Linked DNA regions of Mus musculus: regions 1, 2, 3, 5, 6 and 7 are each linked to region 4. Evidence: chromatin contacts called from public Hi-C, HiChIP or PLAC-seq and promoter capture Hi-C data. All regions are on one chromosome and are shown on one strand. Each heading gives the region's core, a stretch centred on a gene start, on an enhancer-like site or on the middle of the called end of the contact. The rest is flanking DNA. Distances are from core to core; before and after follow the strand shown. Region 1 has its middle 25 kb from the start of Gm25090. Region 2 has its middle 140 kb from the start of Gm25090. Region 3 has its middle 94 kb from the start of Gm38630. Region 4 holds the start of Mafb (v-maf musculoaponeurotic fibrosarcoma oncogene family, protein B (avian)). Region 5 has its middle 170 kb from the start of Gm25090. Region 6 has its middle 110 kb from the start of Gm25090. Region 7 has its middle 58 kb from the start of Gm25090.

What was found. Promoter capture Hi-C pulls out the DNA fragments that hold promoters and counts their contacts. Hi-C and Micro-C count contacts between places; a contact is called where the count stands out from the background. HiChIP or PLAC-seq counts read pairs in DNA pulled down with a chosen protein or histone mark.
Region 1: a promoter capture Hi-C map of hippocampal neurons shows a contact between it and region 4, with 13 times the contacts expected there. The contact joins the enhancer-like site here to the promoter of Mafb in region 4. A contact is called at or near these places in 12 of 39 promoter capture datasets (the 3T3-L1 cell line, 3T3-L1-derived adipocytes, the C10 cell line and 6 more), 4 of 484 Hi-C or Micro-C datasets (the AtT-20 cell line, cerebral cortex, myocytes and 1 more), 10 of 115 datasets of contacts at active chromatin or transcription factors (SST interneurons, astrocytes, embryonic forebrain and 5 more) and 1 of 9 other capture datasets (embryonic stem cells).
Region 2: a Hi-C map of cerebellum shows a contact between it and region 4, with 1.7 times the contacts expected there. The contact joins the enhancer-like site here to the promoter of Mafb in region 4. A contact is called at or near these places in 6 of 39 promoter capture datasets (the 3T3-L1 cell line, epiblast stem cells, frontonasal cranial neural crest and 2 more), 3 of 484 Hi-C or Micro-C datasets (cerebellum and uterus), 7 of 115 datasets of contacts at active chromatin or transcription factors (SST interneurons, astrocytes, embryonic forebrain and 4 more) and 1 of 9 other capture datasets (embryonic stem cells).
Region 3: a contact with region 4 is called in an H3K4me3 HiChIP or PLAC-seq map of embryonic forebrain, with 13 times the contacts expected there. The contact joins the enhancer-like site here to the promoter of Mafb in region 4. A contact is called at or near these places in 6 of 39 promoter capture datasets (the C10 cell line, cranial neural crest, embryonic stem cells and 2 more), 1 of 484 Hi-C or Micro-C datasets (cortical neurons) and 8 of 115 datasets of contacts at active chromatin or transcription factors (astrocytes, embryonic forebrain, embryonic hindbrain and 5 more).
Region 5: an H3K4me3 HiChIP or PLAC-seq map of craniofacial prominence shows a contact between it and region 4, with 7 times the contacts expected there. The contact joins the enhancer-like site here to the promoter of Mafb in region 4. A contact is called at or near these places in 8 of 39 promoter capture datasets (the 3T3-L1 cell line, the HPC-7 cell line, cranial neural crest and 4 more), 7 of 115 datasets of contacts at active chromatin or transcription factors (SST interneurons, astrocytes, craniofacial prominence and 4 more) and 1 of 9 other capture datasets (embryonic stem cells).
Region 6: an H3K27ac HiChIP or PLAC-seq map of SST interneurons shows a contact between it and region 4, with 14 times the contacts expected there. The contact joins the enhancer-like site here to the promoter of Mafb in region 4. A contact is called at or near these places in 7 of 39 promoter capture datasets (3T3-L1-derived adipocytes, the C10 cell line, cranial neural crest and 4 more), 1 of 484 Hi-C or Micro-C datasets (palatal mesenchyme), 7 of 115 datasets of contacts at active chromatin or transcription factors (SST interneurons, astrocytes, craniofacial prominence and 4 more) and 2 of 9 other capture datasets (adipose tissue and embryonic stem cells).
Region 7: a contact with region 4 is called in an H3K27ac HiChIP or PLAC-seq map of SST interneurons, with 35 times the contacts expected there. The contact joins the enhancer-like site here to the promoter of Mafb in region 4. A contact is called at or near these places in 11 of 39 promoter capture datasets (the 3T3-L1 cell line, 3T3-L1-derived adipocytes, the C10 cell line and 6 more) and 8 of 115 datasets of contacts at active chromatin or transcription factors (SST interneurons, craniofacial prominence, embryonic forebrain and 4 more).

Annotation. Positions count from the first base shown.
Region 1 is chr2:159,163,317-159,166,396 of GRCm38.p6, forward strand. No RefSeq gene overlaps it. Among named protein-coding and RNA genes, the nearest start is that of Gm25090, 25 kb to the left of the region's middle. Within about 2 kb of position 1,800, at least 3 of the 459 cell types and tissues checked have an H3K27ac peak or open chromatin away from gene starts, as enhancers often do.
Region 2 is chr2:159,279,747-159,282,838 of GRCm38.p6, forward strand. No RefSeq gene overlaps it. Among named protein-coding and RNA genes, the nearest start is that of Gm25090, 140 kb to the left of the region's middle. Within about 2 kb of position 1,650, at least 3 of the 459 cell types and tissues checked have an H3K27ac peak or open chromatin away from gene starts, as enhancers often do. A contact at or near this core is called in cerebellum, where this site is marked.
Region 3 is chr2:159,001,535-159,004,582 of GRCm38.p6, forward strand. No RefSeq gene overlaps it. Among named protein-coding and RNA genes, the nearest start is that of Gm38630, 94 kb to the left of the region's middle. Within about 2 kb of position 1,562, at least 35 of the 459 cell types and tissues checked have an H3K27ac peak or open chromatin away from gene starts, as enhancers often do. A contact at or near this core is called in cortical neurons, embryonic forebrain, hippocampal neurons and 1 more, where this site is marked.
Region 4 is chr2:160,365,552-160,368,469 of GRCm38.p6, forward strand. It overlaps Mafb (v-maf musculoaponeurotic fibrosarcoma oncogene family, protein B (avian)), which reads right to left and starts at 1,514. Exons shown (of 1, transcript NM_010658.3): 1 at 1-1,514. The coding sequence starts at 1,125. The coding sequence ends at 154.
Region 5 is chr2:159,308,858-159,311,945 of GRCm38.p6, forward strand. No RefSeq gene overlaps it. Among named protein-coding and RNA genes, the nearest start is that of Gm25090, 170 kb to the left of the region's middle. Within about 2 kb of position 1,269, at least 2 of the 459 cell types and tissues checked have an H3K27ac peak or open chromatin away from gene starts, as enhancers often do. A contact at or near this core is called in craniofacial prominence, where this site is marked.
Region 6 is chr2:159,248,988-159,252,280 of GRCm38.p6, forward strand. No RefSeq gene overlaps it. Among named protein-coding and RNA genes, the nearest start is that of Gm25090, 110 kb to the left of the region's middle. Within about 2 kb of position 1,289, at least 6 of the 459 cell types and tissues checked have an H3K27ac peak or open chromatin away from gene starts, as enhancers often do. A contact at or near this core is called in SST interneurons and second pharyngeal arch cranial neural crest, where this site is marked.
Region 7 is chr2:159,079,286-159,082,525 of GRCm38.p6, forward strand. No RefSeq gene overlaps it. Among named protein-coding and RNA genes, the nearest start is that of Gm25090, 58 kb to the right of the region's middle. Within about 2 kb of position 1,951, at least 25 of the 459 cell types and tissues checked have an H3K27ac peak or open chromatin away from gene starts, as enhancers often do. A contact at or near this core is called in SST interneurons, neural progenitor cells and stem cell-derived neural progenitor cells, where this site is marked.

The DNA of each region.
Region 1 (3,080 bases), core at 550-3,049, 1.2 Mb before region 4:
TCTCTCTCTCTCTCTCTCTCTCTCAGGATTTTGCCGAGTGTTTTCCTATAACCTCAGGGCTTTTAGGGATTAAAAAAACACCCTATCTCTGTGAGTTTCAATCAGCTGTGGTGAGACAGAGTATCTCTTCAGAGCTCAAGGTTTAAAATCTCTTTGTTTTGTTTTTAAATTTTATAATCACATTGTTTATCTTTGCATTTTGTCCCTGATCTCAAATTACTTTCGTGTCTCAAATACGGTATTCTTTTGGCTCTTGTAAACAGAGTGATACTGTTTCTTTTTCTTGTGTGTGTGTGTGTGGGTGTCTTTATTAAATTCTTCTAATGCCTATCACCTTTAAAAGATTTAAAGTCTTTTTTACATGTTTTACTTTTAAAACATGTTTTATAAAATCATTCAGAATAGTACTTCCCAACATACTGCTTCTAGAATCATCTTGATAGTTTCACATTAGCTGCTGATTTCTTGGGTTTCAGTCACTGAACCTAAGACATTAGATGCAGGGTATTAGAATCCGTGGTTTATATACGGTGGGGGCATTGCTGCTCAACGACGAGATCAGTCTTATCAGTTCCTATTTAGGATTTGATGTAGCATTCTCATACACCTTCCCATGTATTTCCATAGGATTTTTAAGCTTAAGTTAGAAGTACCTGGGTTCCTGACTCTGTTGTCAAGAGAGTTCATTAGGAGCTGGACGTAGAAACAAAAGACGAACTGGTGGCAGAGCAAAGGTCTGTGCCTTCATCATACAGCGCTTTCTCCATGACCTTAGGGATATCCAGAAATAAGCTAGATCAGCATCCAGCTCTCTGGGCTTACACAACTGCTGGAGGATGGATGAACCCGTGTGCGGTGGTGGGAACATAGAGTTGCTGCCCCCTAGTGGTGAGTTGGATTCGGCCCTTGGCTCTTGTCATTTGTACCCCTAGTTTGGTGTATACTTCTGCTCGGCTTTAGAGGAAGTTGGCCCCATGATCCTTTGTCTCCTTTCTGTCTAGAATATTCCTGGGAAGGTCCAGACTTTGGTCCTGTTGATGGTTTTGGGATTTTCTCCATAGAGATCTGAGAAAGTAGAAGGTTGATTGCTGTCTTCACGTACGTAGATGGGTTTCCGGGTCTATTTTCTTTGTTGTTTTCTACCATGATAAACAACACAAATTTCTAATATAAAGTGATTTCACAGTGGAGTGTGGGATCATTAGGAAAATTTCTCATACTGCGCATAGTTTCTGGTCTCTCAAATTTTGGTAAAACTGAAGTATCTATTCTTTCATATTTCTGCAGAGCAGAATTTGATGTGCATAGCCCTTTAGGAAAAATTTAAAGTGCATCAAAGTACATTCAGTTAGGAGATTTGTAGTTATTTTCTAGGTAAAATGGTAAATAATATTTATAATAAATCTAAGATCAAATAAAAATGTCTATGCTGTTACGTGTCTGTAGAAACGGAGGCTAATAGACTTTCAAGAAATTCCACCCATACAGGGGTCAAAACCAAAAATTACAGCTATTTTAAATTTCTCTAAATTTTCTATAGTTTTATTTCTTTTCTCATGCATCAACATTTCTGGGCCTCGTCACTGCAGTTAAAAAAAAATTATCTGGCCTTTCAGCTCAAATCACAAACCCCCAAATCGCACTTCCTCAAGGCTGCAATCTGAGCGCGTGCAAAAGAGGCCACGCTCCAGCCAGAGTGAACACTTTGGTTTTGTTGTTGTTGGTTTTTTCCTCTCATTTCCTTTGACAGCATCCCAAGTACCACCGCGCGGCAGGAGGGGAGATGTCAAGTGGAGGTGAACTCCCTCTCAAGTCTGCTCTCTGATGTGGAGAGGGGGTAGGGCACTTGGAAAAGAGGGTTGATACCTCAGCCATTTCTAAAAGTGGAAAATGATAACAACCTCAGGAGGACCGGCCATACAAAACAGCCACGCCGGTGACTCTCGTGCCCAACCCGCATCGGCCCAGGTGGTACTGTGGCCTGGCTGGAAAGCAGGGCCATTCCACAGAGACGGGGCTTGTGCCCCAGCCCCATGCCCGGTGTTTACTTAGGTAGAGACTGGCCTTCAGAAAACCTGCAAAGTGGGCAGGCGGGGTTCCACTGAAAGGCAGTCTTCAGAGCCACGCTGGCCAAGCTCCATCCCGTGTGGGCCGAGAGCTTCCCCTCTCTCTTTTCAGGGACCTGGGCTCATTTGCTTGACAGTGGTGACCACCAAAGCCTCCCTAGGAGCCCTCTTCTTGTTTTACCCCAGGATGCTTGCAGGAGCTGCAGTTAGGGATGGCCATATCCCCCTTAGAAAGGAGGAGAATTAGGCTTGACCAGGTAAGGCCTAAAGCATGAAGCTTGTACACCCCCAGAGGCCAGATTAACAGCATCTGATGCTAAATACCACAGCCTAGAGCAAAACTACAGACTCTGGGATTGTCCTTTCTCTCCAACTCAGGTACTGTTAAGCCAAATGGTCTCTCTTTCTTCTTCCATCCATCCATCCATTCTTTTTTTTTTTTTTTTTTGGTTTTTCCAGACAGGGTTTCTCTTCTTTCATTCCCTCTGCAAATATTTACAGGGCACTTGTTGGGGGCGGGAACTTTCCTCCAGTGCTACAAATATAACGGCAGATCCTCCTGATTCATGGAAGTTACTCGGGCAGAGAAGATAGCCAACAAGCACAGCAAACACGGAATGTGAGAGTTTTAGCTGGGGGTGGGGGACAGGTACTGGAAGGTTGTCAGATATGGTGGTTTCAATATGTTTGGCCAATGGGAAGTGGCACTATTAGGAGGTGTGGCCTTGTTGGGGGAAGTGCATCACTCTGGGGGTGGACTTTGAAGCTCTGCCCAGTGTGGAAGAGTCAGTTTTCTCCTGTTTGCCTCTGGAACAAGACGTAGAGCTCTCAGTTCCTCCAGTACCATGCCTGCCTAGATACTGTCATGCTCCTGTCGTGATGATAATGGACTGAACCCCTGAACCTGTAAGCCAGCCCCAGTTAAATGTTGACCTTTATAAGAGTTGCCTTGGTCATGGAGTCTCTTCACAGCAATGGAAACCCTAACTAAGACATCAGATAAGAATATCTGTA
Region 2 (3,092 bases), core at 400-2,899, 1.1 Mb before region 4:
TTGCTCAGAAAGCACTGAGCAGTCAGCATTGTGAAGACAACATCACACCTGCAACTCACCTACAACTGCCTCTAAGACTGGGGGATAGGGACACTGAAATTGAAGCAAGCCTCAGGTCACACACTGCACAAGGAGGCTAGATAGTTAGGCTCTGTACCAGAAAGCCTGGGAGTTAATGTCTTCTCCGTCTCTTCCCAGCTTTGTAATTTCATGCATGGTGCTCAGTGCAGTGGCTTTTAGACTTTCTCACCTGTGAAAGAGGAGAGGAAGGGTTGCTGCTTTTGCTGTCATATGAGAAATGACACACCTGGCATTTGGCCCGAGACCTCTGTCCTCAAACCCATTTGGTTTCAACCCATTGAGAATCAGTCTTTCTTCAACTCTGTTTGGCTTGTTGTCTGCATCATTTACTTTTCCCATGAGCTCTTAGAAGCTGTTTCTAGGAAGATTCTGATTAGAACCCAGCACATCATCACAGAATGAAGCCAGTGGAAGGCATATTCTCTGTGTGGCATAGAAGGTGAAACAGTTTGGGGATGTCTGACAAGCTCTAAGCAACTACAGTAGCAGTATTTGAGTGAGGCTACTTCGTCTCTGGGAAATTTGATTCCATTCCACAAATCCTTCTCCTACTCATTAAGACACCTACCTCTAAAAAACATCTGGTCAATTAAATTTAAAACAGTAGTCAAACCAGTTGTTGGCATTACATGGTCAAACATCTGGACATATGAAATTTTAATTATATGTTTTAACAGCATGATGGCTTAGCCTCAAAATCAGTTGCCAAGTAGAAGACATGGATCTTTACTTTTTGTGGAAATTGGATGGGTTGAAATTTCTGTATCAATTCACTATTTAAAAGTCTGTATCCTAACGTTAGAGGGGCACAGGAGTCTCCCTTCCTAGTTGTGCAATTTTAGTCCTGAATTTCAAAACAACAGTAATAACTTTGGGGGCTGGAGAGATGGCTTAGCACTTAAGAGCTCTTGATGCTCTTGCAGAGGACCTGGGTTTGGTTCTGAGCACCGGCATAATGGCTCACAGCTACCTGCAACTCCAGTTCTAGGGGATCTAATGATTTCTCCTCCTGACCTCTAAGGCCACCAGGCATACATGTGGTCCATATGCATACATATGGGCAAAACATTCACACGCATAAAATAAAGAAGTCTGAAAACAAAATCATTTTGTTGTTCTATGGGTCAGTTGACAAGCCGTGGGTATTCCGTAGATAATACGTACATGGAATTCTAAGTGGAGTACAGGGAGCCTACTTAAAATTATGGGTCTGGCTCCTGTTACTCTCTAATGGCCATGTGATGTATGCTTCTATTAGATAAAGTAAGAGGTCAATCTATACATTTCTTACAAGGCAAGGCATTTTGTCTTTATTGATGATGCTTGACACATGTGTTCCATGCGCAGGTGAGACACATGTGATAATAATGCACTATTACTGTGAGTATTCCTGGAGTCTTGTTTATCACCTGTCTAGGTGTGTGATGAAGATGACTTGGGCTAGGGCTCTAGCAGCAGACATTAACAGACACACCCAGGAGGCAAAACTGACAACACTCACTGATGCATGGGCGGAGAGGCCAGCAGATGCTGAAGGAGTATTTCCACCACTCCTACAGGCAATTCTGGAAGGGCATGTTTTGGTTGACATTTTAAATTCTGATTGAGCAATCCAGGTTTGTATCGACACTTCCTTTCTATTTTTTCGCCCCAAGAGTCCAGAGCAAACCTATTGTTTAAGTCTCTCTTGACTTAGCTTGCTTCCTTGACCCATCAAAAATCTTTACCCCGGCAAGAGAAATCTTTGGCACAAGGTCACAGAATACCTTAAAAATAGTCCTCCAAACACAAGCACAGAAAAACCCAAACAAAACCCATCTTTGGCCATATGTTGTGATGTGGCAGCCAAGAGCAGGGTCCACATGGTGCTAGCGGGGCAGCCATGTCCACATATTGCAGTCAGTATGTGAGGGGCGGCACTAATGATCCTGACATCCTGTGGAGGCCTGCTCTGCCAGCCTGCTAATTAGGATCTGCTTAGAGGGGCTATGGCTGGGCAGCCAGACCTTCTCTGTTGCCAGCCGTTCCTTCTGTGTGTTCCTTCCATGCAGCAACTTAGCATAGTGTATGTTTTTAAAAAATTACTGTTATTATTATTTTAATTTTTATTATGGGTCATTTAAAATAAAGACAAAAGAGAAACAGGCTGTCTGAGGCACTAGATGGGGTTAAGCATAGCTAAAGCCATGACTCTGCTGACAGAAGCCCGGCCAACCCTCCTTGGAAAGGTGCAGACCTTGTACAACAGTTCATCTTCAGGGAGTTAGTGGAAGGTCTTGCCCGAGAGGAGGGGCTTGAATCCAGTTACTGCCTGGGTGGTCTCAGCCTGGGTCCTCGGTTGGTTCCCAGGCTTCAGAAGGCCATCAGCAAGAGGTGGCAAGCACTCGCTGATTGTCAAGCTTCGAAATGTTCAGGGAAGATGATACTTCTTTGACAGCTTAAAAGCTACCCATAAGAGAAGGTGTCATATGAGTACATCAGATTGTGGGTTTTGGCTTTCATAGATCATAAAATTTCAGAGAAAAATATAGAGTAGAGGTCATTTGAAGGAGCTTTTAAACTGTAGTAGATGATAATAGTCCTGGATCATACATATCATGTTAGCGTTGACTCATGGGACAAGATTGGAAGCTAACTTGTGGCAAGGATTTGTGCTTGCCTCCTTTACAGTGCAAAGAACCCATCCCATTTAGGGATGTGGTGAGGGCATCAACCAAGCCCCATGCCCACATAGATTCTCTAAAACTAGTGCAACCAATTCATGTGCTAGGATAGCAGTGGACAAGTGTGTAAAGAACCAGATGGTAGCTCCTTTATACTTTGTAGGCCATGTGTCTCTAATGTTAAGTATTAAACTCTAATATTTTATTGCAGAAATAACCATAAGTAATATATAAATAAACAAATACTACCGATGTTCCAATAATATCTCACTCACCAAAACACACTCTGGACTGATGTGGTCTGTGGATCACAGTCTTCTGACTTCTTCCTAGAAAATGATGTGGAAG
Region 3 (3,048 bases), core at 312-2,811, 1.4 Mb before region 4:
ACAAATGAATCACAAATGTCAGGCAAGACCTAAAGGGTAGAAGAGAAATAGCAGCTGTTGGTTTGGGCTTTGACACTCAGAAAAAAAAAAGCTCAATGTTTGGGGCAAGCACATGACATTAAGGGAAAGGTGATAGCTGTCCTGTGGCATAGTTCATCGTCTGTCACTGTCTAGGAAGCTGGGTCAGGATGGCTGGGCTCAGAGGACACCTCAGGAGGAGGTGAGTCCATGGTAAATTAACCCATTGCTTCTCCCTATCACTGCACTTAGGCATTTCTAAGGGGAAATTGCCCCTCTCAGGGGATGGCCCTTGGTAACACCTTGTCTGAGGTTGGTTGGTATTTCCTCCTACCAAGAGCCTGACCAAAGGGAGAGAGCTGTGCTGTGCTCTGGTCCACATCGGGAGAGGAGTCCTTTACTGCAATGGAGGAAGAATTTGATTTCTGACTTACTTAGCAATCCTGTGTACGTGAACTGCTATAGGCATCTGTGTGGGAGCCTTCCCTTGCTGTTACCTTGTCTCTCTACTCATGGAGCTAGCCCTGGATCATGGACATCACCCAGATTCCATTTCATAGCCACAGAATTAAGTAGCACCAGGATTGTTGAGTCAACACAGCTTCCAGTGAACCCAGGTGCAAGGCACGGGGGTGGGGGCGGGGGAGGAGAGGCATCTGAAAGAGGTGACTTTGGAAAGATGGACAGAATTTGGGGAGGTCAGTGACTAAATGAGCCCTCCCCAATGGTACAATGATCTAAATACAGACACAAGGGCAAGAAGAGAGTGCTGGAGGAGATGTGTGAGCATCAGTTCTGGCCTTGTTACCACCTGTGTGGCCTCCGTAGGGAAGAGTGCTACGAGATGCCCAGAGCCAAAGAAGGGAAGGAATCTGGGTTTCAAAGTGGAGAGAGAGACTCCAATGTATTATGAACCAAGAATGGAACCTGGTGAGTCTTGGCCTTGACATAGGTAAACTGAGGCACTGGGAGCCTTCCCTAAATCTTCCATGGTCCTTGGCAGAAAGCTGTTTCCTAGAACTCAGAAAGGTGGGAGGTAATACTTACCGCTGTGTTTCCTAAAAACCCTATTGTGTGTGTTCTGCTGCCAGATGCCCCCTTCTAACACAGTGCTCTGGTACCCCCCACCCCGGCCTCTAGTGCCCGATTCAGTGTTGATGTGTGTAAGCGCATGTGCACATCTGCAGAGCTGACGATGCAGAGAAAAAAGTACATTTTAGAAAGAGAGAGGAAATATGGCTTTTTTTTCTGCGTGGGGCCCTGAGGCTGCAGCCGGGCAAAGTGCTGGCCTGTTCTAGCTCATTTTTATGTTTTTTTATTCAGAATCTTCTGTCCCGGAGCTGATGGCAGAAAATGTGCGGTAAAATGCGGGGAGGCCGCTGGGTAATGGCCCCTGTAAAGTGTTAATTGCCTATTGAGACTGCAGACTTTGTCGATGCCAGGGACCGGAGCTATTGACAGGCTCTTATTTATTCTGGGCCCACAAAGCGGGCTCCTCCTCTGCACAGGCTTCCAATCAGTCACGCTTCCCTGGACCCGACAAGAGGCACCAGTCAATACGTCTGTTTGCAACCTTAACCCTTTGAAGGTGGCAGTGTGGTCTGTGGGTCTGCCTGGTTCAAATGTTTCATCACCAGGGGGACCTCTGCAGGCACCGTGGTTCGGAGGGAAAGAGTCCGCAGACACTTCAAGATGCTGATGCTCAGGGAACCTGGTTCCTATGCTGTTTCTATCCTCCCTGGGAAGGACAGTAGGGCTCACTTAAAGGGCTAGCCTCAGGAAGGCTGGGTAAGCTGCTGATCACAGTGACACCCCCCGCAGATCCCAGAGGCCACACTGAGGCCCCACAATGTGACATATTTGGAGAGAGAGAATTAAAGAGGGAGTTAGGTTGAAGTGGGTGCTGGGGTGAACCCTAGTCCAAGTATACTGGTGTCCTGGAGCTGTGTGCAGATTGTACAGACAGAAAGCCCACGTGAAGACACAGAGTAAAGGCAGCTAGGACAAGGCAGGGAGAGAGAAACCAGCTCGGCCCTCATCTTGTCCTCTCTGTCAGGACTGCATAGTTTCTAAGCGTTTATGTGCACTGCTGCCTATGATATGGGCATTACCTGGTATTGCCCTTTGAAAAGTCTATGTCATCCTGAGCAGTCACAGGCCTTTTGATGGAGGATGTAAATATGGAAGACATTGTAGTGACAGGGGGAGGTGTTAATTATTGTCGAAGGTACGAATGAGCTTGGCAAGCCCGGCGTGGTGGCGCACGCCTTTAATCCCAGCACTCGGGAGGCAGAGGCAGGCGGATTTCTGAGTTCGAGGCCAGCCTGGTCTACAAAGTGAGTGCCAGGACAGCCAGGGCTACACAGAGAAACCCTGTCTCGAAAAAAAAAAAAAACCAAAAAAACAAACAAACAAACGAATGAGCTTGGCACATGCAAGCTTGTGTAGTGTGGTCCAGCCTCCTTCTTTGTAGGACTTCTCAGAACCTTGAGTATGGGCAATGGGCCCTGGATATTCTAAAATGCAAATGAGCCCCACTGGTGGTCAGCCATGCCGGATGAGAAGAGAGATCTCCCCAGGACAGGGTTTCTGGTTTATGCCCTTCTGTTTTAAAAAGGACAAGAGCGGGGCCTGGGAGACATTTTGAGGTTCTGTGCTAAGATGGGGGTCTGTATAAGGAAGTGGTGGGACACCTGCATTCTCCATGGGGAGATACCCTGGGGCAGGCCCCCCACTCTTTAGTTCTTTCTTTCCTTCGCCTGCCAGCAAAGCACTGACTGGCAGTTGTACCAGCCAGAGCCTGTGGGCTGTATCAACTACCATCCTCTGCTTTACAGGAAAGGAAGAGAGAGGAAATGAGTGAGGAAGAGAGAGGAGATGGGGCAGGAAGAAAAATAGCTTGAGAGACAAGGCAGCTCACAGATTCTTGGGGTCTGGAGGTGTGAGAAGACTTGGAAGCCACCAGGCGTCACAGGCCACTCCTCTGTGGCTTTCCACCGCTAGAGAGCATGATCCACCCGGGAACATAGG
Region 4 (2,918 bases), core at 264-2,763:
GCCTGACTCCCGCGACCCGCGCGTCCTTCCTCCCTCTAGCTCAAGTCAAACAGGTCAAGGCCGGGGCCATGGCAGGGACAGGGAGTCCAGGGCTAGGGGCGCAGAATAGGGAGTCTGGGCCAGGGCAAGGGCGGGGGCCGGACCCGCCAGGACTCACAGAAAGAACTCAGGAGAGGAGGGGCTGTCGCTGGTGGAGCCCGCCTCCCTGAAGCCGGAGTTGGCGAGTTTCTCGCACTTGACCTTGTAGGCGTCTCTCTCGCGGGCCAGCCGGGACACCTCCTGCTTAAGCTGCTCCACCTGCTGAATGAGCTGCGTCTTCTCGTTCTCCAGGTGATGTTTCTGCTGGACGCGTTTATACCTGCACGACTGGGCGTAGCCCCGGTTCTTCAGGGTCCGCCGCTTCTGCTTCAGGCGGATCACCTCGTCCTTGGTGAAGCCCCGCAGGTGGCGGTTCAGCTCACGCACCGACATGGACACCAGCTGGTCATCAGAGAAGCGGTCCTCCACACTACCGTTGCCGCCCGCAGCCGTCGCCGCGGCTGTTGCGTGCGGTCCCGGCCCCGGGTGGCTAGTGGGTAGCTGTTGCGCGGGACTGGCAGCGCTGGACGGCGGGGGCGACGCTTGGTGATGATGGTGATGGTGCGGGTGAGCGTGCTGGCCCAGGTCATCGTGAGTCACACCTGCTCCTGGGTACCCGTGGTGCGGATGAGGGTGGTGGTGGTGGTGATGGTGGTGCGCACTACGGAAGCCGTCGAAGCTCTGCAGCGGCTGGGGCACTGGGTGCGAACCGATGAGCGCCTCCACCGCGTCCTCGGGCGTCAGGTTGAGTGCCTCGGGGTTCATCTGCTGGTAGTTGCTCGCCATCCAGTACAGGTCCTCGAGATGGGTCTTCGGTTCAGTCGGACTGAAGCTGGGAGAAGAAGGCACGGAGCTGCACGGAGTGCTGAGCGGGGTGGACGACACCGAGCCAGCAGGCTGCAGGCGTGTGCATGGCCGGCCCGGACGCTCCGCGCGCCCCAGGGGCTCCTTCTTCACGTCGAACTTGAGAAGGTCGAAGTCGTTGACGTACTCCATGGCCAGCGGGCTGGTGGGCAGCTCTTGCCCCATGCTCAGCTCCGCGGCCATCGCTAAAAGCGAGGCTCAGCCGCCGCTGCCGCGGGGAAAACTTTGCGGCCGGCCGGGACGCGCCGAGCCAAACGCGGGGGCGAAGAGCGGCAAGCCGGGGAGGCGGGGAGCCGAGGGCGCAGCGGGCCGGGGCCGCCGGCCAAGCCTTTGTCTGGGGACGCGGCGGCGCGCCGGAGAGTCCTCCCGAGGCTGCCTGAGCTGCCCCGGAGCTTGGGGCTGCGAGCGCGCCGGGAACGAGTCAGGTCGAGCCGGGGCAGGGTAGAGAAGCCGGCGAGGTGCGCGCAGGGGCAGAGGGGAGGCGCGGGGCAAGCGCCCGCCGCTCGCTCTCCGACTCTTTGGCTCTAGGGCTTTCTTGCTTGCAGCCGCTCGCAGCCCGGCGGTGCAGCTGTGCAGGAGCTGGCGCCGCCGCCGCCTTTTATCGCTTCCTGATGTCACTGGAGCGCGGGGGCCCAAGCGGCCCGGCGTGTTGGCCAATGGCTGCACGGCCCCCGCGGCCCAGCGACGCTGGGCGGGGCGTGCCTGACAGCTCCCCCGCCCCCCCGCGTCAGCTGACTGGAGACCGGAGGAGCCCCGAAGCCGTTGAGGCCTGGAGGAGGGCTGGAGCCGAGTGGGACGGACCGCCTGGTCCCAACCCCCAACACCCTCTGAGTCGAGGTTCCCGCACGCTTGCCTTCAGTGCGCGCCCCACTTCTGGACCAAGCCGCCGTTCCCACCCCGCTGTCTGCACTCACGCCTCCCTACATACTCTTTACACTCCCACCCTCGGCCCGTGTCACCCCCAAGTAGGCTCAGAATAAGCGCCCGGGATGTCGCTTCCCTGGCCCTTTGTTCCCAAGCGGCCCCCGCCCAGTGGGCGACGCTCCGTGTGTCCTCGGCGCCGCGGGCCGAGTGAATGTGTGTGGTGCGTGCCTGTGTTTCGGTAGCTCTGTCTGCGCTAATGTATGCGGTGGGGGAGGGCGGGGTTGGGGCTCCAAGAGTTCTGTTCAGATCTAACTCTTAACCTCTAGGAAGGTTCCTCGGGCCAAGAGACGCTGTTCCTCTCTTAGCCGGTTCAGTGATTGAGCTCAGAAGACAGAGCTCCAGTGGTCTCGCAGCTCCGTGCATTCGCCACCCCCCCACACACACCCCCAAACGCTCCCAAAGAAGATAAACAAACAAACAGAGTTGGCCCAAAGGCTCTGAATACCTTTCACTTGCCAGTCGTGTGGAAACCTTACAACTCCGAGGCTCAGAGCCGAGACCAACACCGGTCTGTGCACTCAGTGGCTCTGGGATGCTGGGGAACCCGGCCCTGTTTTTGTCTGAACGTTTTGTAAGGATTAAGCTGATCCAAGCTTCTGACGGCTGCAAGGAGATTCAAACAGGCATAAAGTGCGACCCCAAGTGGCCACGGTGCGCAACGGCGCCCTGAACCGGTTTGTTCTTTGCGGGAGGGAAGGCTTGGATGGCGTCTCGGACCCGTGCAGGTCCAGCTAACTGATCCGGCCAAGCCAGGCCTGAACGCAGGCTGTGTGCGGCCTGAAAGCCAGGGCAGACTCCTCTGGAACTATGCACAGGCCCTCCGACCCCATCTTTGGACTCAACCACTAACCCTCTCTGCTCACCTTTTCTGAAATTCCATATGCAAGCCTTCCAGGTGTGCTTGTGGGCTACTCCTCTCAGGAAAGGTCCTGAGCTGGGAAGATCAGTATTCTAAACTGAAAACGCCAGGTGACGAAGGTTCAGGGCTACCGGATGAGAAACTTCTCCGGAACGCAGACGGGAGGAGGAAGGCAGAACACTGGGCTTTCAGA
Region 5 (3,088 bases), core at 19-2,518, 1.1 Mb before region 4:
CATGATCCCTGTAGTAGTTTAGCACTGCCGTTAGCTCTTCCTTCCCAGGACACTGGCTAGTGACCCCTCACTGGCCCTACCTCTGCTCCTTCTCTAAAGAGTTTGCCTCCTCCACTCTGATTACCTTGCCCGAGGTTCTTTCTCTGCTGGTGGGAGTCTTGCCCAGTTGTCTGAACTCCCTTAGATAGAGAATGAAGTGAAAGTTGTAGGTATGTCTTCTTAATCTCTTTCTTATCAATATCAAACATAAGCCTTAACTGTAATTTCTATGTAGGTTGTGGAGTCATCGGATTGCAGACAGATGACAATAAAGAGAATGGCAATGCCATAGTGATCAGACAAAGCCCATTTTCTTGGGGACAGAGGACTTAGAACATACTTGAAATAAGCATCATTTGCAAATTCCTTCAGGAAGCAAGCTCCAGAAATTGGACATTTGCTTTATCTGGCCATTCAAAGCTCTGTCAATCACCAAAATAATGCCACTACACAGCTAAGGTACCAGCACCCCTTAAAAGGTGACCTATGTATTCATCTGACAGAAGTGTCTGCCCTGGGAGTCCAAGAGAGAGACCGAGAAAACTCGGCTCACACAACCAAAAGCCGCACAATCAGCACAGAGCCTAAATTTGTCTCCAAGATTCAATTAAGACCAATCCAGTTCCTGATTAAAGAACCTGACATCCCTCCAGTCATAAATATTTATGCCTGATAGGCTTTCTTCTTAACAGCAAACAATCTGCAGTGACAACATTGGAAATATGAATACACTCCTGGTGATGACTCCATTATCAGTACTAATAATAACTTAACAGTTTCCGCATGTATCGTGCTGAGACACATGCAAATGAGGGGCTCATCTGTCAAAAGCACTTGAAAGTGGACGGGAGGCTCTGTCAAACACTTTGGGTGCAGCCGACGAGACCTCATTTTAAGTACGATGGTGTCATGTACTCATTTGCTGGTATGATGTTCTGTGCTCATGTATCACCCTTCACAAATCAGCTTGGCAGACCCAGGAAGTGCCTCCGTGAAGCCAAAACATCTGGATAAGACTCAAAACTCCACTCTTTCATCAAGTCAGCCAGCCAGACATTTTTCACCATATATTTGTTTAGTGCCTACTGTCTTAGACGGGTGTTTCATCTACACGATGTCAAGCATCCAGATGAAAGACTGATGCCTTTTCATAATTCATCTAGGAGTTTGGGTACCAGGAAAACACAATGCTCCTCATAACATCTGCAACATCTGTTATTAGTTTAGAGGTTTCAGATTTCTTGTGGGCAACATTTCTTGGAATCGCACTGAGCGTGTTCCAGAACACTGGTGATGTCTAGCGTCTGGCCTCATGTTTCTGCCCTCCAGAATTTCCAAAGGTATAGACAACTGAGCATAACCCATCATTTTCTCTAAATTATGCTCTCTCAAACTGTAAAGATTTCATCTAAATTTGGATTTATGGGCAAATGCCACAGTGAGCATGAACAGCTCACCACAATACCCAGATCTCCATTACTTACCAAGGGTTGTAATGACAAATTGTATGTCAAACATGGGAATGAGTGAGAGATGCTGTTTTAGTGTCAGACTTACCACAGGCTTCCTGCCAGATACAGTTAAGAGGAGAATGGGCTGAGCTTATCTAAGCTATCATGTTCTACATGAAAAGCAAGAGCTGGTTTTTTCATATCTTTTCATGTCTGTGAAGAATTGTGCTGGAATTTTGATGGAGATAATGTTGAATCCATAGATTGCTTTTGGTAGGATGGCCATTTTTACTATGTTAATCCTACTAATCCTTGAACATGGGAGAGCTCTCCATTTTCTGAGGTCTTCTTTGATTTCTTTCTTGGGAGATTTGAAGTTCTTGTTATACAGATCTTTCAACTGTTTGGCTAGAGTTCCACCAAGATATTTTATATTATTTGTGACTATTGTGAAGGGTGTTTTTTTCCCTATTTTCTTTCTCAGCCCATTTATCATTTGTATAAAGGAAGGCTACTGATTTGTTTGAGTTAATGGATGGAACTAAGAAAATATCATCCTGAGTGAGGTAACTCAGACCCAAAAGGACATGCATTGTATGTGCTCACTAATAAGTGGACATTAGTCAAAAAATACAGAATACCCAGGATACAATCCACAGAACTCAAGAAGGTTAAGAATCAGAAGGGCCCAAGTGAGGATGCTTCAATCCCACTTGGGAGGGAGAAGAAAACAATCACAGGAGGCACAGGGAGAGAGAGAGAGACCTGGGTGAGAGAAGGAAGGGGAGGGTAAAAGGGGAATATGATCAGGTATGGTGGGGGAGACAGGAGAGAAGTCCCGAGGGCCAGCAGAATGCATGAAAATATGTAGCCTTGGGGGATGAGGGGAGAAGGGGAGGACCCTTTACAAAGTACCAGAGTCCTGGGAACTCAAAGGGAGGGACCTTAGATGAAATGCCCAACAATTAGAAGAGGCAACTTGTAGAGTCCACCTCAGTCAAAAAACGGCATTAAGTGGAAGGATGGGGTTGCCATCCCACAGTCAAAACTTCTGACCTAGAATTGTTTCTGTCTAAAAGAATTGCAGGGACAAAAATGGAGAAAAGACTGAGGAAAAGGCAGTCCAGTGAGTGGCCCAACTTGGGATCCATCTCAAGGGGAAGTTGCAAGATCTGACACTATAACTGATGTTATGGTGTGCTTACAGATAGGAGCCTTGCTTGGCTGTCCTCTGAGAGACCTAACAAGCAGCTGACTGAGACAGATGCAGATACTTACACCTAACCATTGGACTAAAGTCAGGGACCCCTGTGGTTGAATTAGGGAAAGGCTGGAAGAAGCTGAGGAGGAGAGTGTGGCCCCATAGGAAGACCAGAAGTCTCAACTAACCTAGACCTCTGAGATCTCTCAAACACTGAGTGAGCTACCAACCAGGCAGCATACATGAGCTGGTCTGAGGCCGCTGACACATATACAGCAGAGGACTGCCTGGTCTGGCCTCAGTGGGAGAAGATGGGCCTAACCCTTGAGATACTTGAGGCCCTAAGGAGTGGAGAGGTCAGGTAGCAGGGGACATCGTCTTGGAGATGGGAGGAGGA
Region 6 (3,293 bases), core at 39-2,538, 1.1 Mb before region 4:
TCATATAATCACCAGGTTATACAGGAGTCTAATCCAAGAATGTTGTTCTTGAGCCAAGAAGACCCCTAACCCAACAGCAGTTGCTCCTGGTTCTCATTTTTCCCCAATTGCAAACACTACTTCATTTCTCTGTGGGTATGTTTCCTCTGAACACTTCATTTAAGTGCAATTATACGATGAGTTGCCTTTGTGTCTAGTTTCTTTGACTTAGTCTGAGCTGGCAAATTCATCTATATTAGAACATTTATATCTATTTTCTTCCTTTTTACGATTGTTATTATAGTGCATACTCTGTTTATCCTTATATCATTTGGTGGGCTTAGGGACTTTGAACACATTTGGGTTATTATGAACCTTACTGTACAATTCTAGTAGACTCAGCATAGTTGGAAAGAGTAACACATGCCCTTTACTTCACAAGGATCAGAAGAGATCTGAATTAACTCAACAAAGTCTGCTACCTACAGTGACTCCTCTTTCCCTTGATTTCCTTTATAAACCTACTTCTGGGTAGAAAGGCACATCGATGCAACAAAGGCTCACTTAAAATACAGTGAACTCTTCTTTTTCTAATCAACTTGTACTAACGGGAAGCTAGAACACATTTAATCAGGCTTCAGCTCATTTTGTGGACAGCTGCAATACAATTTTCTGTGTTTCCAGGCTTTCCTTGGCAGAGACAGGTGGGTAGGAAACTGCCCAGCTCCTGTGGGAGGATCAGTTATTTATTTTTTTCTTCAGGATACAGGAAGAAGGAAGTAAAAAATTGTTGATTGCACTAGTGACTTAATGTGGCATTTTGATTCCCCTATTCAGCCTAGTTTCTGCTTAGTCCCGATTCTCCAAAGCAAGTCACTTTGATAATACAAATGGTTCCTTTTCCTATGTGAACACATATTCATATGGATCTTTTTTTGCACCCAAACCATTAATGATCAAAGTGTATTTCAACCCTGGACACAGCTTACCTGTTGCCAACCCAGATTAATGTCTCATCTCCATCCCTCCTATAGCAAGACATGGAAAAATTTGTGTCTTCAGTCCCTATAGCATTATACAAAGTCTGACTTTGGTCATTCCATATTTTCTCTTCCCAAGTTTTCAGCCTCTAGTTATATATAAAGAGTGGTGGGTGGATATCGGGTCAGATAGCTGGAGTCAAAAGTGTGAGGCTCCTGGCATGCATCACTTTTGCACATTGCCTGCCTGTCTGTGCAAGATTGCACAAGCAAGCCAAGCTGCCCACAACTGGCTAATTGCGGAGGCAATCATCGCCCCAGCTCCTTCCAAATGAGCAGGGAGCAGCTAATTGTGCTCACAATTGGCTGATTGAGCTCACAGTCAGTAAATTGCTGCTGCAACTGTTTGTGCATACAATTTTGCACCTGGGAGTAATCGTGGGCGATAGGGTCTAACACACTTTGAAAGAACATGAAACAGTACAACATCTGAGAAATTCAACACCGTCTAGCCTGCTTTGCAGAATTTGAGCTGGGGAGGGGAGACACACTTCTTTCCCTGGACTTGGAGTAATATGGTTCCCCAGAGTCTATATTATAACTTACTACCCAGGTCACCCCATATCATGTGTCTTTTAACCTCATAAACAAAGCCAACTGGTCAACCTGAAAAATACTCTCAGCAAATGGATTGTAGAGTGATGGTTTTAGGAAATGCATTCCGAAGCCTGTATATATTGGTTCAAATGTGAATTCCTCTACTTCTTTGCTGGATAGCCCTTGATAAGGTTTGATTTTCCTTATCTGTAAGATGGTGATGATAAGGAAAAACTGTGTGCGACATGACTAATAAACAAACAAACAACAAACAAACAAACCACAAAACTCATCTGTGGGTAAAAATTCAGTCATGACTTTTCACTCCTTGGATTACTTCACCTTTTTATTTTGAGATGGCCATTGTACATTAATGCTCGTGCCAGAGTCTGTGTTTCCTCCTTACCAGCTACCAGAAAATGGAGGTAAGCAATTAACTCCTGTATAGGGCTGTCGGATAGATTCAGTAAGACACATATATTAGAAGGGCACAGTTCTTTGGGAACACAGTAAATGTTCTCTCTGCTGTCATTAGTACTGATGGTCTTATAGAGATTGTTAGGGACAGCATGGCTTTTAGTTCAAGCATCACTATATAGCTAATGTCCACAGTGTGACCTGCCCCTACCCAGTACCCTGGCAGAATGGATCCCTTTAGACTGAATGGAGGTGTGAGAGTCCTGCAGTCAGCTGTCATGCGTGGGACCTTCCTGAATCTAAATGAGGAGAGACACAGGCACTGCTTCTTATGTTTGCCTTGCCCTGGCTCATTTCTTGGTTCCTGATAGAGACAATTTTATAGGGTTCTTACTCTCAGCAAGAAGAAAGAGATAAGGACAAGCTTTGGCAGGATCCGGAAATTAATCCAGGGGAGGCAGACATCATGTCTCTAAATGTAATTGAATCTTCCTGGAGTCTGATGGAGGCGGGGGATGGAGCAGAGACCTTCTGACTTTCAAATCTGTAGGGAGGCGTGGGGGTGGGGTTATATCTCACAAAGCTGCTCATGCTACCAGTGAAGCCAGCCTCCTTCCCTTTCCCCTTTAGGACGGTCCCCACTTATCTTTACCCTTTAGATGTTTCTGGCACCTGCCACAGCCACAGTGTAGGGTGCATACCACCCCTCCTTTGCTGCTCATGAATTCAAGCCTAGGGCTGTTGGTTAAATGGGTTTAAATGTTGATGTTCAGAGGAATGTAGGAAGGGAAAAATGTATGGGCTTTGTAGGCTTAGAGTTCTTTCCATTATTGCTCTTGGTTCCAAATATTATATAGCAATGTGTATATTTGCATGGGCTATTTATAACTACATACCCCAGCCTTGGAGGCTTATAATAGTATGTAAGTTTTCTAGGGCTGTTATAACTGCATCACACAGCCTAGGTGGTTTGAGCAACTGCAATGCATTCCTCACAGGTCTGGAGGCTGCAAGTCCAAGAGCAAGGCTCACCACAGGGTTGCTTTGACCTGAGATCTCTTCCAGGCTGATGAATGAGCGCTACCTCAGGGAATTCTCACAGGCTGCTCCTTTGTGTGTACTGTACCTTCTCTTACAAAGATACCGCCATATTGGACCAGGCCTCATCCCAAATGCTTTATTATAACCTGGTCACCTGTGAATACCTTATCTTCAATTATTGATATAGTCCATGACTCTGGGGGTTTGGAACTTCAATGTGCTCATAAGACCTGACATCTCAGAATTTCAAAGAAATATTCTCTCCTCATGCACAAAACC
Region 7 (3,240 bases), core at 701-3,200, 1.3 Mb before region 4:
TGTCCTGTGAGAGAACCAGCTAGAACTGCCTGGCAGATCCCAGTAGGCATCGGAATGATTGCCTGTAAGAGGATGGGCTGATCTAGTAGCAGCTGAGTGGAGCAGAGAACATTGGAGCCTGGGTTTAAATATTGACTCTGCTACCAGTGGGCTGACGTCACTGGACAAGTCAGTGGTCCTAACTTGGCAATGCTTGGTTCTGGTTTTATGCAAAGTGGACGTAGCAATAATACACTCCCGGTGGGGGGAGGGTAGTGCTGTTGAGAGAATAAACCAAAATATCCCATGGTGTGTAGTCAGCATCCTGTACAGTGAATACTCAGTCAGCTGTAGTTCTTATTGTTTTTGCTTTTGCTGCTGCTGTTGGGTTCGACTTGGGAGAGAACCTGGGATTATTTAAACGAGCTCTTCCTCTTACTTTGTCCATTGCATGACACCGTAGGTAGCTAGCTGTCCTTTCCATTAAATTCTGCTGACAGGTTGCCTAACGCTTCACAGTCTCCATCCAGATTGCAGATACGAACCACTGGAGGTGTCAAATGTGGCGCCATCATATGGTGAACCAACGAGAGATAGAGCTCTTAATAAGGACAATAGTCTTGAGCTGAGAACTGTGGGCCTGTATACCAGAGGCTTTCCATGGAGATCTCTGGCCTGCCTGGTGTGAGAGTTCCTGGAAAGGGAAGCGAGTGCAGGCAGGGAGGGGAGGTTGCTTCCGCTGATTCTGCTGCTGCAGTTGGCTCTACCTCCGATTCTGCCATGCCATCCGGCTACTTGGTTACTCTGAGCTGCCTTGCACTGAGTTGGGTCAGGCTGGGCCAGGGAGAGGCCGACTAGCCAGTGAGGAGTGCAGCAGAGTTTCAGGCATCGTTTTGGGAGAGCAGATCTCTTCCCAAGTGTTACAGCTCTTAAAACAAAAGGCTCAGAAGACAGAGTAGTTCTTGCACACCTTTAATTCCCTCGATAGGATTTATATACAGTTTTGGGGGTGATTCACGGTTTGAGAGCAGGTACCTCTCATTGGCTTGGACTGAGAGCTTGGGGGAACCTTATTTGCATGTGGGAAGGCTTGGTGCTGCTCCTATGTGACTGATAGCCACACACCTCTCCTGTGGGGGTGGGGTGGGGTGGGGATGGGCAGTAACTTCAACAGGAGTCAGGGACCCAGGAGACATACATGGATGCTTTCCATCCCATGCAGGTGGAAATCACCACCCATCGGGTCACTGGGGTCCCAGACCTTTGCCTGACTGGAGACCAGGCTGTCTGTGCTCAGCCCACTGCCCGACAAGAACCTCTGAGTTAGAACAGAGCCACACCGGGCAGAGTTAAGCATGGAACTGGCACTTGGTGCTGTACTTGAGTTGTGAATATATATAAAATGTGGCATGTGAGTGACTGGGGTCGGAGTGACAGCTCTGGTAACTAAACTGGTTAGGCACGGTTTTCCGTGACTTGCCTGTGTGCTCCTGTCTGTGTGTGCATATGTGTCCTTGTATGTATGCATGTCTTTTTGTATACTTGTATCTATTTATGCCCAGTGTGTGTGTGTGTGTGTGTGTGTGTGTGTGTGTGTGTGCGTGTGTGCATGAGGAGTTTAAACTATAGAAACACACATTCACAGGCTTGATTAGTATAGTTGTTGGTATGAAGCAGTCACTATTTGCTGAATGAATTAATGTGTGTATGTGTGTGTGTGTGTGCATGTGTGCATGTGCGAGTGCAGCTGTTTGGCTTTCTGAGAGTGGGGGTCCTATGTCTGATTGCTTGTTTAAGTTTCTCTAACTAGAGGGACAATGAGTTTTCTTGTCCTGCTTCGACCCCGCCACCCTCTTCTCTGAGACTCCCATGCCCAGAGAGCTGTCCTTCTGAGCAGCCCGGAGCCAGCCCTGATGCGGACCTTTGCTTTTGCGTGTCTTCCGGAGGACACAGATGGCAGGAGCAGAGAATCGGAAGCACTTGGCAATGAAGCAGCAATTCACTCCGCAATCCCTTCTTATTCATCTCAACAAAGCCCACTCTGATGGCTTCGGAGCGCTGAATGCAGCTTTCAATGTGCAATCCAGCAGGAATTACTGTGCTGTGTGGCCCTCATCACGTCCACTTATTGTCAAGTGTTACCGAGAATTCTCACACTCGGCATGAGGGAACCACTTGTTTTAGTAACTGATTTCCGAAACCTCCTTTCTGTTCGGGCTTTGGTGAAGTGCCTGGCGACGTCTTATTGTTCCTGGTGTGTGTTCTGGACCTTAGTGTGCTCTGCTGAAGTATGTAAATTGCCATAATGTGAGTGAATGAGATATAAAAATAACCCAAGGGCAGTGAATGCTGATTCTGTTTTGAGGTCTAGCATCATCTCCTGGCAGCCAGGCAGGAAGAACAGACCTGATATAATATGGAGGGTATTTTTTTGAATAAACTGATCCCTGCCCAGCCTTCTGTCCAGCTGAACTATTCAGGAAGAGCAGGCAAAGCTGAGCACAGAGGTATCAGCCTATAACCCTAGTTTGGGGAGGCTAGTGTAGAAGGATCATTGGGAGTTGGAGGCCAGCCTGGGCTACACAGTGAGTGTGAGACCAGGCTGGACCACATAACCAGATCTTGTCTTAAAATAAGCAAAATTATCAGAACCACCACCACCACCACCATCACCACCACCACCACAACAACAACCACCACTACCACAACAAAGTGCAGGGAGCCCCATCCTCAGGAAAGTGGCAGGGCTAGGAGTCCACTGGGCGTCAGCTGGTCAGCAGAACCAGTAGTGCTGGAGCTGCTTTTTCTGTTGCTGTGTTCAAATATTCTGACAAAAGGAACTTACTGGAGAAAGGGCTTGTTTTGTCTCCTGGTTCCAGGGTACTCTCCATCATGTTTAGGGATGTCAAGGTAGCAGAACCTTGCTGTAACTGGCCACATTGCATCCAGTAAGTGAAGGACAGTGAGTGCTGGTATTCAACTTGCTTATTATTCTTATTCAGTTCAGGATTCCAGGCTACCAGAATGGTGATGCCCACAGTGAAGGGGGGCCTTTCCAGCTCAGTTAACCCAATTAAAACAATCCTTCCCCCCTCCCCCGTGGGCTTGCCCAGAAGCCCATTTCCTAGGCTTGTCTAGATCTCATCAAGTTGACAGCTGAGATTAACCATCATGGGTGAGTTTGGTTCTGGTTGATGATGGCTCGGGAGGCCCCAGGCTTCCGGGACAATGCATATCCACTGATGGTTCCTTTGCTTCTTC